Linked DNA regions of Rattus norvegicus: region 1 is linked to region 2. Evidence: chromatin contacts called from public Hi-C data. All regions are on one chromosome and are shown on one strand. Each heading gives the region's core, a stretch centred on a gene start, on an enhancer-like site or on the middle of the called end of the contact. The rest is flanking DNA. Distances are from core to core; before and after follow the strand shown. Region 1 overlaps Mmp15 (matrix metallopeptidase 15). Region 2 holds the start of Cfap20 (cilia and flagella associated protein 20).

Region 1 (6,495 bases), core at 3,374-5,873, 50 kb before region 2:
TAGAGCCTGGCACTAGAGGTGACAGATGGGAGGGGTGTGCCAGCAGCACCCTTTAGGTATCACCTCTACAGAACCTGAGAGCCAGCGAGGGGTGGGGCCATCCACCCCCTCCCCGCATCGTTTAGTTCTGTAAATAATGTGCACTGATTAAATGTACAGCCGGCGAGTGTGGCCGAGTTTGTATGCCTGGGCTGTAGCATGCGGCACGGAAGACCTGCCTGGCAGGGTTGGGGCCAGGCTGGGCTGCTGAGGAATATCCTACTCCCAGTTTGGGAGGACCTTTGGGATGGAGTCCAGGGAGCCAGGGAAGAGTGTGGGGAGAACGGGGAGTGGGGGTTGGGGATGGGGGAGGACTGACTGGGCTGAGGCCCAGAACCAGGTTTATTTGGCATTGGTGGTGATGAGAGGGACAGCCTACCTTCTCAAACCACTCCACATCGGCAGCGATAAGAAGAGCCAGATGAGGCCGCCCAATCGTCCCACCCACCTGGACTGGATTTTGGGCAGCCTGAGAGGTGGCTTGAACGAGAACTGAGGGATGGGTCTGAAGAGAGTCAAGTAACAGGGCCACTTTGCCTCCAGAATCTTCCCTCCATGTCGGGAGAATAAAATGCACTAGAACCTGCTGCCTTGTCTGCAGGGGCACCCCCACCACAGGCCCCAAGACTACAGGAACTGGGATGCTGTAGGGCTGGGTGTGGCTGCTGAACTGGGGTCCATCTGAAGTTCCCGTGTCAAGTCCTGAGCCAAATCGGAGGCTCCCTTCCATCACTTACCCTTGCTAAGTCATCAGCAAGGTCCTTCAACAGGGCTCTCTATCCGGACTCTCCACCCCACCCCTTCCTCTCTTTGTATAGGAGTGGGCTGAGGAGAATTAAAAGGGTTGGCCCTCAAAGCCCAGAGTAGCTCTGAGCTCCTCAACTCACAGAGCAGCAGGTGGTAGGGACCAGGGAGGACCCATCTTGGCTTTCCTATATATAATCCCCAGCCTGCCCTGCCTCAGCCTGTGCTGTTGGGGTGATCAGATACATGGAGAGGACTAGGCGGGTGGAAGGAGATATGGGGTTCGGAGATGAGCAAAGCCTGCTCTCATAGCCCTTCTTTACTCCTTAGAGCAAAGGTCACAGGAAACACCTGACAGAGGCCTTGACTCCTCAAGAAGCTGCTTGATGAGTAACCTGTACTCTGCTACAACCCAAGAAATCAGGGGCCCCCCACCAACCCCCATTCCCTCAACATCCCTTTTACTAGTTCTCAAGTATTTTTTTTTTCTAAATAAGACGTTCAAGAAGGTACGGAGTCACTATAATCCCCCTCAGGGTGTCTCCAATCTTTGCTTGTCTGTGACACTTAGAGCGGCATGCAGACCCAGGCGCCCGGGGTTCACCCCAACCTGAAGTCGAAGAAGAGCAGCATGACCTGACACAGAAAGGGTGGTGGGAGCCTGGCATTGGCCGTGTCTGAGCGCGATTATGACCCTGGCGAACCAGCATGCTTCCTCTCACATTTTATTCAGAAGGAAAGTAGGTCCCCGAGGGCAAGTGACTTGGCTAAGGCCACACAGCTAGGAAGTCATGCTGGGATCAGACCTAGGCAGACCAAGCCAGAAAACTCCTGCCCTGCCTTTCCCACCTGGTACTGATGAGGAATGAGACGAGGACCGGACACCCACCCAACCCCAGCCTCCTTCATTCTCTGCTTCCAAGATTCCAGGGCCTAGGACAGAAGCCTCCTTTCAGGCTGGGGTTGGACTGAGCCAGTCTGGCTGCCTCCTCTCCTCCACTTGGCAGAAAGGCCTTTTTGTTGTGGTACACACAGAAGCCATTCTCCAGTGCAGAGGGAATGGCGGGCCTCCTGTCCACCCAGTGCCGTCCATCCCTCTGCACGACCCTCTGTGTAAGTCTGAGAGGAGTAGGACTTTCTGCCCATGCATCCTTCAGTTCTGCCTCTGAAACCCTGGCTTTATGTCCCCACCAAACAACCTGGGAAACCACAGAGTGTGGTGGAGAGCAGTTACCAGCATCGGGACACTGTCACGCCACAGCAGCCTTAGCCCAGCCCTCATCCCAGTGACCCCAGGTAGGCCACTCACACTTTCCAAGTCTGGGGTTTTCCCCACGCTCTTCCCTCCCTGAGAAGACGCTTCTCTGTCCATTTCACGGATTTGGAATTCTAGCTTCAAGACCTGGATGTCTCTTGTGTTTCCTAGATTCCCGCCCGCCACTCTTAAGGTGGCTGGGTCTCCTCCCACCTCTGGCTAACCTAGCTGTGTCTTACTCATTGTGCAGCCTGCCCGCGGTTACGGGCACGCAGAGTCTGAGCATGCTCCGTAAAACGGGCACGCAGAGACTGAGCATGCTCCGTAACTTATAAACCGTGTCCTTGAGCAGGTCACTCTACCTTTCCAAACCCAAAACCCTAATCTGAGGAACAGGGCTAACAGCCGCGTCTAATTCAGTTACAAGACTTGAAAGTTGTCGCTGAGAGAGACGTGGGAGGCTCTCAGTGGCTTGTGCTGAATTCTCCCTGCTGGGAATGCTGGCATGGGGTTGAGGGGTGGGTGCTGGACAGTATGGCTTCTCTGCTGCCTCTCCAGGGGTGTTTATGGGGTGGGCCCAAAGTTCAGAGGAGCCTGACGACAGGTGCCTTGGAGGAGGGGCATTCTGCTCCTCCTGGCTCCCTCTCAGCTGTCAGGCCCCTCTCCTGCCCCACCCCAGCACTGGTACAGCTTCCCAAGTGCTGAGCTCAAGCCTTGGCTCAAGTTTCTTCCCCGAGTGCCCAACACCTCCCATACCCACGTGTCTCCCAGATTCAGGCTTCCAGAAATAGCCTCTACTCTCCCCATTTCTAAGCCAACACCCAGGCTCCTCCTGGACATCCGGTGTCATCCACACCCAGCATACCACAGCAAGGGGCCGGGTCCTCTGAGGAATTATTCCTAGTCCCCAGACTGAGAGGGGCAGCTGAACCCCATACCATCCACGAGCAATTGAGCACAGTCCTAAAACCTGTGTCCATAACTACTTGACCCGCTCCGATAGATGGGGATACTGAGGCCTAGAGAGAAAGTTGTCTGGGCCATGACTCCTCCCCTCGGGGTTTGCTTTATATTGTGTGTGAGGTAGTCTTGCCCATGTAACCCAGGATTGTCTCAAACTTGCAGTCTTCTTCTTAGCCCCACCCCTTACCCGAGTGCTGGGATTGCAGATCTCCAATTCCTGACCCCTTACTGGTCTTTTAAGTTTCTTTATTTTGGGTGTGTGTATATGTACATGTATATGCATGTGCACGAGTGTGCATACACGTGGAGCCCATAGGAGGGTTTTAAGTGTCTTCCCTTCTTCCTCACCTTAGTCCTTAGTCCGTCGCTGAACTGGAATATGTTTCACCTAGTTAGCCGGCTGGCCAGTGAAGTCCAGGTGTCTGTCTCTGCACTGTCCTGCTCCCTCTACACACACTGAAACCACGGGCACACGCAACCACCCCTGGGTTTTTGTGGGTGCTGTGGGTTTGAACTCAGGTCTGTGTGTTTGGATAGCAGTCACCTTTACTGTTAGCATTTTGTCTAAGCTCTGCCCCTGAGCTATCTCCCCAGACCCTTTACTGATCTTGCAACGGTCTTCTGCTCCCCATGAAGGGCTTCCACGTACTGGGAAGAACCCAGGCCAGTGCACTGGAAGTCTAGCTCTCTAGTGGAAGAGTACTTCTATGCGCAGGGGAGCGGGCACAGCTCCTAAGCCAGGGCCTTCTCTCTGTCAATAGCTCTCACCATCTAGGCTCCCCATCCCCCATTCCCACGGAGGTGCCCAGTTCTTCTGGCCTAACTCCTGACATCCCCTTAGAGCCCGAGGAACCTGACTACACTTTTCTAGGTCTTGAAAATTGTCTTTGGTTCAAGCTGTCTGCAGTGAATCTAAGTCCTGACACAGTTGCAAAGAACCTGAGCTTCCCAGGTGCCCAACACTGTGTCTGTTTTCACACACACCTTCAGATTGCCCCTTCAAGGCACCCTGGAGAGTGTTTGTGGGTCTTAGGTGGTCCCCGGTGAGACAGAAGCGTGGGGCTCCTCCCTACGCTCTGCCCCTGATATGCCACCTCTGGCTCTGAGGAAATGACCTGGTCTGTCAGCAGTCTGGGGCATTCAGTGCTACTGTAGCGGTCAAGTGACTGCCAACTCCTGACAGCACCGCCAGCTGAGACCAGCCTGGGCCACCTTCCGAGGTCTTTCTCAGAGGCAGCACAGAAACTTGACAAGCATGTTTTCACCAACCTGAGAGTTTCGGCCCCTCTCTGGGGACTGTTTGTGTTTCGGGTCATGTTATTGACCGGCTCCACCTCCTTTTTCCTGTGCCAAGTTGACATTCCCCAGGCCACCAGACCTCTAAGAAGTATCAGTTCCTTCCCCCTAGCTGCCCGTGGAAACCTTCTGTTCCTGTTGCAGGTTCCTCCATGACCTTTGTAACATTTGTTCCAGGCAGTCTGGCAAAGGGAGTGTCCCCCCCATTTACTGACAGGCAGCAGAAGTCCAGCAAAGGACAGCAATTTGCCCAATGTCACACAGCAAACAAGGACTGAAGAGATATGAAAACTGACCTCGACTCGGTAAACGCCTGTGTCCCTACTGGATGAGAATCGGGCTCCACTGTTGACCTGTGTCAACACTCAGCAAACATAGGCAGCTGCTGAGTACAAACTGCAGGAACTGCAGACTAAGACTCCAACCTGAGCCAGCTCCTAGCTGCTTCCACAGTGCCTGGCTGCAGCTTGACTGCACCCCTCTATGACTATTGTCCATTGCTGTCCCTGCTACAGAACAGGAAGAGTCCAGTAACAACAGTAATGGTGTGGCCCCCTGGTCGGAAATATGTGCTTTCTGTCTTTTTCAAGCACAAGGACATGCTCTAGACACCTGTATTCCCAAGCCTTTCCATTAAAAATAACGAACAAGATTTAGAAATTACGAACGTGTAACACACACATTGTCTTGGTCAGTGTTCTAATCGCTGTGAAGGGACACCCTAACCGTGGGAACACTTAAAAAGGAAACACTTCATTGGGGCTGGCTTGCAGTTCAGAGGTTCAGTCCATTGACATCGTGCTGGGAAGCCCGGTAGCATGAAGGCTGACACGGAACTGGAGAAGTAATTGAGAGTTCTACATCTGGATCTGGAGGCAACTTGAAGAGAAACACACTGGGCCTGGCTTGAGCATTTGAAATCCCAAAGCCCACTCCCAGTGACACACTTCCTCCATCAAGGCCACACCTCCTAATCCCTCTCAAGTAGTGCCACTCCCTAATGACCAGTCATTCAAATATTTGAGTCTATGGGGGTCATTCCTATTCAAACCATCACACACACACACACACACACACACACACACACACACACACATACACACACACACACACACATACACACACACACACACAATTTAATTTTATGGCTATGTTGGTGTGAAAAGAAGTATAACCCAGTTTGGATTGTATTCTGGTTCTTCTACTGACTAAGAAAATGTATTTTAGGGGCTGGTAAGGTGGCTCATCAGGTAAAGGCCAACAAGCCCAAAGATCTGAGTTTTATTTTTGGAATTCACTTGGAGGAAGGCGAGAATGACATCTGCAGGTTATCCTCTGGCCTCCATCCCCAACTCCCCATCCCTCACACAATAAATAATGTTATTTTTAAAGAGAAAGCAGAGGAGCAGGGGGAGTGAAAGCAGGGGCAAGAGAGATGGCTCAGTGGTTCATGACACTGACTGTTCTTCCAGAGGTCCTGAGTTCAATTCCCATCAACCACATGATGGCTCACAACCATCTGCAATGGGATCTGATGCCCTCTTCTGGTGTGTCTGAAGACAGTGATGGTGTATTAATATATATAAAGTAAATAAGTCTATAATAAAGAAAGAGAAGCCACCAGGACCAGCGCCTGTTAGACTGGGGTGGAGGTAGGGAATGGGGATTTGGGGGTGAGGGGAGCAGAACAGGTTTCCAAGAGTTCCAAGGGTTTCTGGAAATGTTATGGGCCTACAGGGCTTGCTGTGCTCTGTGGAAAAGTTTGCCTTATATGGGCCCTTACCGTGTCCCCAAAAGAGACAACTCCCACCCCATAACCACCTCCTCACCTTGGGTCACCCAAATAATAGGGAGGCAGAAAGAAGTGGTTTTCTCGTTTGGCCTGCTTTGGGGTTCTTTTTGAGAGAAGGTCTTCCTGCATAGCCCAGGCTGGCTTCAGACTTGGGATCTTCCTGCCTAGGCCTCCTGAGCATGTCTGGCTTTGGAGGGGGCAGGGAAGGCTCAGAGGAAAGGACAGCACAGATTTCATGGGAAGAACACTTTCTGTTCCACTTCTATATTTCAAGATTTTCCATTTTTAGTTAGTTCTTTAACAGTAATCGGGAGTGGATTTGTAAACATTTTGAGTGATCTAGAGAGCTTGCAGAGGAGTTCCACCATCCTCTCCCTCTCTGTCCTTCTCTCCTCTGCTGGGCTCC
Region 2 (6,443 bases), core at 2,762-5,261:
CCAGACACATGCAAATGATCCCTTTAGCTAATCTGGGTACCACAGTGTGTCTTTCTTTCTCTTCCTTCCTTTCTTCCTCTCTTGTACTCCCTCACTTTCTCTCTCCCTCTTTCTTTCCAGACCGGGTTTCTCTGTACCCCTGGTTGTCCTGGAACTCACTCTGTAGACCAGGATGGCTTCAAACTCTCGGAGATCCACCTGCCTACTGGGATTAAAGGTGAGCACCAGCAGCACCTTGTTCATAGTGTTTCTTGAAAGGGCACAAGTAAACGGAACCCACTGTTTCCATCCTGTTACAGTAAAAGATATTATTCATAAAAATAAAGACAGCCTTGGAAAGTGAAAATCATTTTACTCTTTCTATCCAAAGACACTCAGTTCCATTCATGGAGGCCAGATAGATTTAGCACATATCAACAAGATTTATTAAATTAAAAGTCAGAGTCTAGGGCCAGCAAAGTAAGTAAGATAAACCTTATTGCAGCCAAGTCTGATGTCCTGAGTTCAATTCTTGAACCCACATGGTGAAAGGAAAGAACTGACTCCTAACTCCTATAACTGGTTCTTTGACTTCTGTGGGCATAGGCAAGAACATGTACACACACACACACACACACACACACACACACACACACACACACACACACACTAAACAAAAATGTAGTGACTTTTTTTTAAACTTTGGAGAGGGACTTTATTCTTTCCTAAAATGAGAAACAGGGACCCAGGCATCATGACCACTTAACAAGATCAACAACAGACTCTGATAAAGTCACATTCCATGGAGAAACATCAGCAGCTGGGAGGAGAGAAGAGAGAGCAGAACTCACAAATCAGTCTGATGGGCTTCTAGTAGCAACACAAGCCAGTCCCATGGACTTCCAGCGCAGCAGCAAAGAGGACTGAAGCTCATGCAGTACAGTGCAGGATGAGGAACACTCTGTTTTTTATTTTTGTTTTGAGACAATAACTCACTAGGTCACCCTGGTTAGTCACCCTAGGACTCGCTGTATTCACCAGGCTAGACTCAAACTCAGAGACTCCTCTGCCCTTGCCTCCTCAGTGCTGGGATTAAAGCTGTACCCACCCAGCCCTAACATTCTTAATAACGACAGTCGGATCTGGTGGTTCCAGAAGTCAAGCAACATTAAAGAGCCTGTTGAGGGGGCTGGAGAGATGGCTCAGTGGTTAAGAGCACCGACTGCTCTTCCTGAGGTCCTGAGTTCAAATCCCAGCAACCACATGGTGGCTTACAACCATCTGTAATGAGATCTGATGCCCTCTTCTGGTGCATCTGAAGGCAGTTACAGTGTACTCATATACAATAAAATAAAATCTTAAAAAAATAAATTTATAAGAGCCTGTTGATTCTTTCTGAGCTCTTGGTCTGAAAACCAATAAAGATTTGTCTCAGATCTTAAGTAAGTCCCAGCGTGACAAGGAGGATGCAGAGGCTGGGAGCTGACAAACTGAGCCTGCAGGGCCAAGGCAGCACCAGAGGTACTGCTTCCTCTGCACTGAGCCGGAGACCAAGGAAGATGTGGGTGGACTTGGGGTGAAAGCCAGCACCAACCAGTGCGGGAGGTTTTACACTGCAGAGAGCTTCATGGCCTTCACATGCAGGAGTCTGTTTCTAAGGAGGGGCCAGTGAGTGAGCCTGGACAACTAGTTAGACAGATGCCAGCCATTAGAGGTTTGGGAGAGGAAAAGCCAAGGGACGATGACTGCACCGTCTTAATTTCAGAAGCCTAAGCAGATGCTATACCCAATCCTTCAAGATTGTTGTTTTATGGAAGCCAAGTAGGCATTCTCTCTGTGCACAAATGCAAAAGTCAGAATAGTAAATATTTGTGATATCAAAATGGAACCCAAAATAGTCCTCAGTCAGTGTGTAGTGTCTACTGGCAAAGGGCCAAGCCACGTGTAGGTAACAGACAGCCCTATCATCCTCTACCCTACAACCAGACCTTACTTCTCAGGAAAAGGGCAGTTCCCCCTCAATTCTGTATCCGTAGACAATGCCTGTCACTCAGGTGTTGCTCAGTAAATCCCTGATAAACATGATCGATAAACATGACCAGTTCCCAGGGTCTCCTTGACTGGACTGTTCCCAGTTACTGGGAACTTCATAACTTAACTCAGGAAAGGCCTGAACACAGCAAAGCTAACCTGGAGGCCGAACTTCCCCTCCATCCTTGCCTCCTCTTGCTTCAACTGGAGAAAACCTCTCCCTTAAATGCTAAGTCTGTCAAATCCAAACAAGAGTTGGAAACATAACTAATTTCTTTCCAAAATGTCTGTTTAATTTGCTCCATGTAACTCTGCTCCAACAATGTTTCTTACGTGTTTATGTCATCAGGGTACCATTGGCCCTTTAGAGGCGTTGTTAAGGGACACAGCGAGCGCACCATGGTTACTCTGCTTTCTCTGCCATGTGTAAACATGGTGACCAGTCAAAAAGTCGGGCTTGAAAAAAAAAAATAAACCACATCTCAGATCAAAACCAGGGGGGAAATGAATGCCTCTGAGAGAAGCTTCGACACTTCTCTCCCATCGTAACTGTCCAGATACCAAGCTGGTGAGCATCCTCCTCCAAACACTGCCAGGTGGACTTGCTCTGGGTTCTCGGTGCAGAGGTCTGATTTAAGAACTCCTGATGCTTCATTTCAAAATGAATAAACACTCAGGAGAATGGGGGAAGTTAAGGGTCTGCTTCCTACGCCATACTCTTGACATAACTCTGGCTATGGATCTGAAAGAGTTGGTCAGACTGCTCACGTACCAAAGGCCAGATCTTGTTGAGCTCTCAACTGACTTGGCCAAATGACACGATACTTCCAACAGGCTTCTCTCAAAACTGTCCTCAGAACACACGACTCTCTAGCAGTGACAAGCTGAAGGCAAGTCAGGTACTCTGTCAACCACTATGCGCCTCAAAGCCCTCCTCTGTGAATTAGGAAAGACACTGCATTGTTCTCGTTCCACTAACAATAATCTTGACTTATTCCACCCATTCTATATACATCTCTATGAACACCACCTCTCTCCATCTTCCCCCGCCGAGGGCAGAACTAAAGCTACTCCCTAAATCACCTGGCTTCCGCATTAGAGTGCCCACTTTGTATTTAAAAAAAAAAAAAAACGAATCTTCACGAGAAAAGAAACGCCAAGGCATTTCTGCTAGCTCTTAACATCTCCAAAAGTGAGCAGGGAAGGCCACCATCTCATGTGGCAAACGAAGATACCATCCATTCCAGAGGACGGCTAGATAAAAATACGGAGGCTTGACACTGGGTCTGCACTTGCGGCTCTTGAGAAGCCTCTAACAATCACCTTTGTGCAGTTTTCGGAGAAAGCCGGTACAGGAGGAACAGTACGGACTCTAAGTTAAAGAAAGCTCGCAGCCAAGTTCCAAAGGTCAGGCTATCGGCGGTCAATGAAATGGAGGGGGCTAATGAATGAGACCGGAACACCTCTGGCTTGGCCGGTGCTCAGGATGCCCGGGAAAGAGGCCCTCTGTCTAGAGGGCAGCACAATGCCTGGTATCAGCGAACACATGCATGTCTTTCATCAAAGGACTATGCGTTTCAAGCTAGGCTGTGGACCCTGCACCCATTCTACTGACCAGGAAGCCGAGGCTCAGTAGCCACACCATTTCGTGGGCGGCGAGTGCCCCGCCCACACCCCGCCCCATCGCTCACCTTTTTGTCCCAGATCTGCAGGGGCTTGCTGCCGATGCTGTAGAGGATGGAGAGGAAGCCGCTCTGGAACGTGTTCTTGAACATCTCGCCAGCCGCGGCCCCGCAGCCGCCCTAGGCCCGGGACTGGAAATCGGAACCGAACGGCGAAAGAGAGAGGGTGCCGCCGGTCCGAAGGAAGGACACTGAGCTGCAGCCACTGACGGCGGGAAGCGGCGGATCCGCAAGCCTCGGTGAACACACAGCCACCTCAGCACCGAAACCACAGCAACTGCCGCCCGCGCCGCCAAGCCTGCCTGAGAGGAGGCGGAGCGCCGCCGCGGCCAGCCACGGATCCCTCCGCACGCCTGGGCCCGCCTCCCGGAGGCGCATCACCCAGTCCTACCGCAGAAAGAGCGGTTTCCGGTTCCTTCCGCCCTTAGGCCCGCCCCTTCCTGCCCCCTCCGGAGCGGAACTCGGTTGCCAAGGGACTATTCCCCGCCCCTCCCCACTGCAGCCGAGACTTGCTTCAGAACAGCGGAAGGAGACGTAAGAAGTTACCGCACGTGTTTACAGTGCCTGCGTGGTGTCATGGGAACCGGGAGGCGTGTGGAGGGGTGGAGTCACGCCAGACACCTCCCCTGAAGGGCGGGAAGAGTAAGGAAGGTGGCTTTGTGCCAAGTACAGATAAGCATTACCCTCGGTGTGTTGATGCCAGACTTTAATCCTAGCACCGGATTTAATCCCAGCAGAGGCAGAAAGTTCTCTGTATTTGAGGCCAGCCTGGAGTACATAACTAACTCCAGGACAGCCAGGACTCGGAGACACCCTGTCTCAAAAAACAAATGTGGGTTGGCCCAGGAGAACAGGAGACAGAAGAATGTGTAAGCTAATGAATCAGTATTGAGTGCCCTATTTACATCATCATCTTTAGTTATCAAGTCACGGTGAGTGAGACGATGTGAAAGCAATACCCTGGGGAAAACATCTCTTTAAATGCATTGATCCGAAAACAAGAAAGCCTGAACATTAAGATATAAGCGAAAATTGGGCTGGAGAGATGGCTCAGCGGTTAAGAGCACCCGACTGCTCTTCCAGAGGTTATGAGTTCAATTCCCAGCAACCACATGGTGGCTCACAACCATCTGTAAAGAGATCCGATGCCCTCTTCTGGTGTATCTGAAGACAGCTACAGTGTACTTATATATAATAAATAAATAAATCTTTAAAAAAAAAGATATAAGCGAAAATTAATAAAAATTAAACACAATTGGACTGGTCCAGTTGAACCAATAGCTGATTCGGGTTTTTTGTTTGTTTGTTTGTTTGTTTGGTTGGTTGGTTGGTTGGTTTTTTTCTTTTTTTTTTCGGAGCTGGGGACCCAGGGCCTTGCGCTTGCTAGGCAAGTGCTCTACCACTGAGCTAAATTCCCCAACCCCAGCTGATTCGTTTTAAAGAGTTTGAAGCAAAGGCAATCACTTTAGCAATTTTAACGATCATAGTTGCAAAGTTTACACGTTTACTGTGTGACAGGTATAGGCAGCGCCTTACCTTGCATTAACTCACTCAACCCTCACACCAGAACTTTGAGTACTCCAGCCAGAATTTCTAGATATCGTGAAAAATATGTGAATCTATTACTGTATAAAAATGAAACTTGTTATATGGAATTTATTTTTGCATGATATCTGGAGATTCTTTATGTACTCTAAGCCAAGTGAATAATTTATAACTTGTTTTTAAGTTGTTCAGAATATCCTCAGGAGGAAAACGATTCAACATAAGAAAGAAATGATGGCGTATGAGTTTCTATGGTGATTTAAATGTTGCATATAATTAACCACTTGATATCTTAGAAAAAGTAAGTTATTTCTAGAAATAATTCACCAGTACTAAGTCTGGAAATAGAAAACGGAATGACTAATAAATAATTAAGGTAATAACTGAACTCCTCAGGAGGTTCTGAACCCTGTCTCATGGCTTTTTTTTTCTGATTAATGTAATACAGATTATTGAGGAAGCTATAAAAAGTAACATTACAGTCACTCATAATATCACCATTCAGAAATAATTGTATGCCTCTGTATATTGTCCCCATGGCTACCTGCCCAGTCCTCCTTAATCTGCCCTCATCCCATCACATATTAATGTGTGCAGACAGCCTCAGAGGCTGTGGTTGCTAAGATCCATCCTCTGGACCAGTGCGTGTGGAATCCATCACTGTCCTCCCAGCCAGGCATCTGCATTTATCTCTCCCCTCCCCCAGGAATGGCCATCTTTATACATCTTCCCCTTAAAAACCCGGATGAGAACTTCTTTGGCTTGTGTGTCTGCTCCAGAGTTACTAGATAGGAATAAACACGGTCCAGTTGGACCGAATGGCTCTTGCAAATCATGTAGCCATTGACGTTCCCACAGACAATGCGTATAGTGACAACCATTAGTCTGCTTTCTAAAATTTGCAGGTCTGAACTATGTACATGTTGTTTTGGCTTATTTTTTTCACTTTCTGACTACTATTAGGCTGGCTCATCTTTTCATAGGCATTTAAAATTAATTTAAAGTCACTTCTATGTTTTTATTATATGTGTATGGGGATGTCTCTCCCTGCATGGATGTCTGTGCACCCTCCCCCAGTGCTCTTAACCGCGGAGCCGTCTCTCCCGCCCCTCTTCGCAGGTGTGTAATTGCTTTTATTTGGGGTGGGCAAGAGGGATTCGTTGGTAAAGACACCTGTCACGAAGCCTGAGGATCTGACCCACAGGA

The links. A called contact is a pair of places that touch in the nucleus more often than the background predicts.
Region 1: a Hi-C map of liver shows a contact between it and region 2, with 1.9 times the contacts expected there. The contact joins the enhancer-like site here to the promoter of Cfap20 in region 2. A contact is called at or near these places in 3 of 12 Hi-C or Micro-C datasets (hepatocytes, kidney and liver).

The regions. Positions count from the first base shown.
Region 1 is chr19:9,663,194-9,669,688 of GRCr8, reverse strand. It overlaps Mmp15 (matrix metallopeptidase 15), which reads left to right. Exons shown (of 10, transcript NM_001106168.2): 10 at 1-183. Among named protein-coding and RNA genes, the nearest start is that of Mmp15, 25 kb to the left of the region's middle. Within about 2 kb of position 4,623, at least 13 of the 93 cell types and tissues checked have an H3K27ac peak or open chromatin away from gene starts, as enhancers often do. A contact at or near this core is called in hepatocytes and liver, where this site is marked.
Region 2 is chr19:9,612,546-9,618,988 of GRCr8, reverse strand. It overlaps Cfap20 (cilia and flagella associated protein 20), which reads right to left and starts at 4,011. Exons shown (of 6, transcript NM_001399181.1): 1 at 3,702-4,011. The coding sequence starts at 3,785.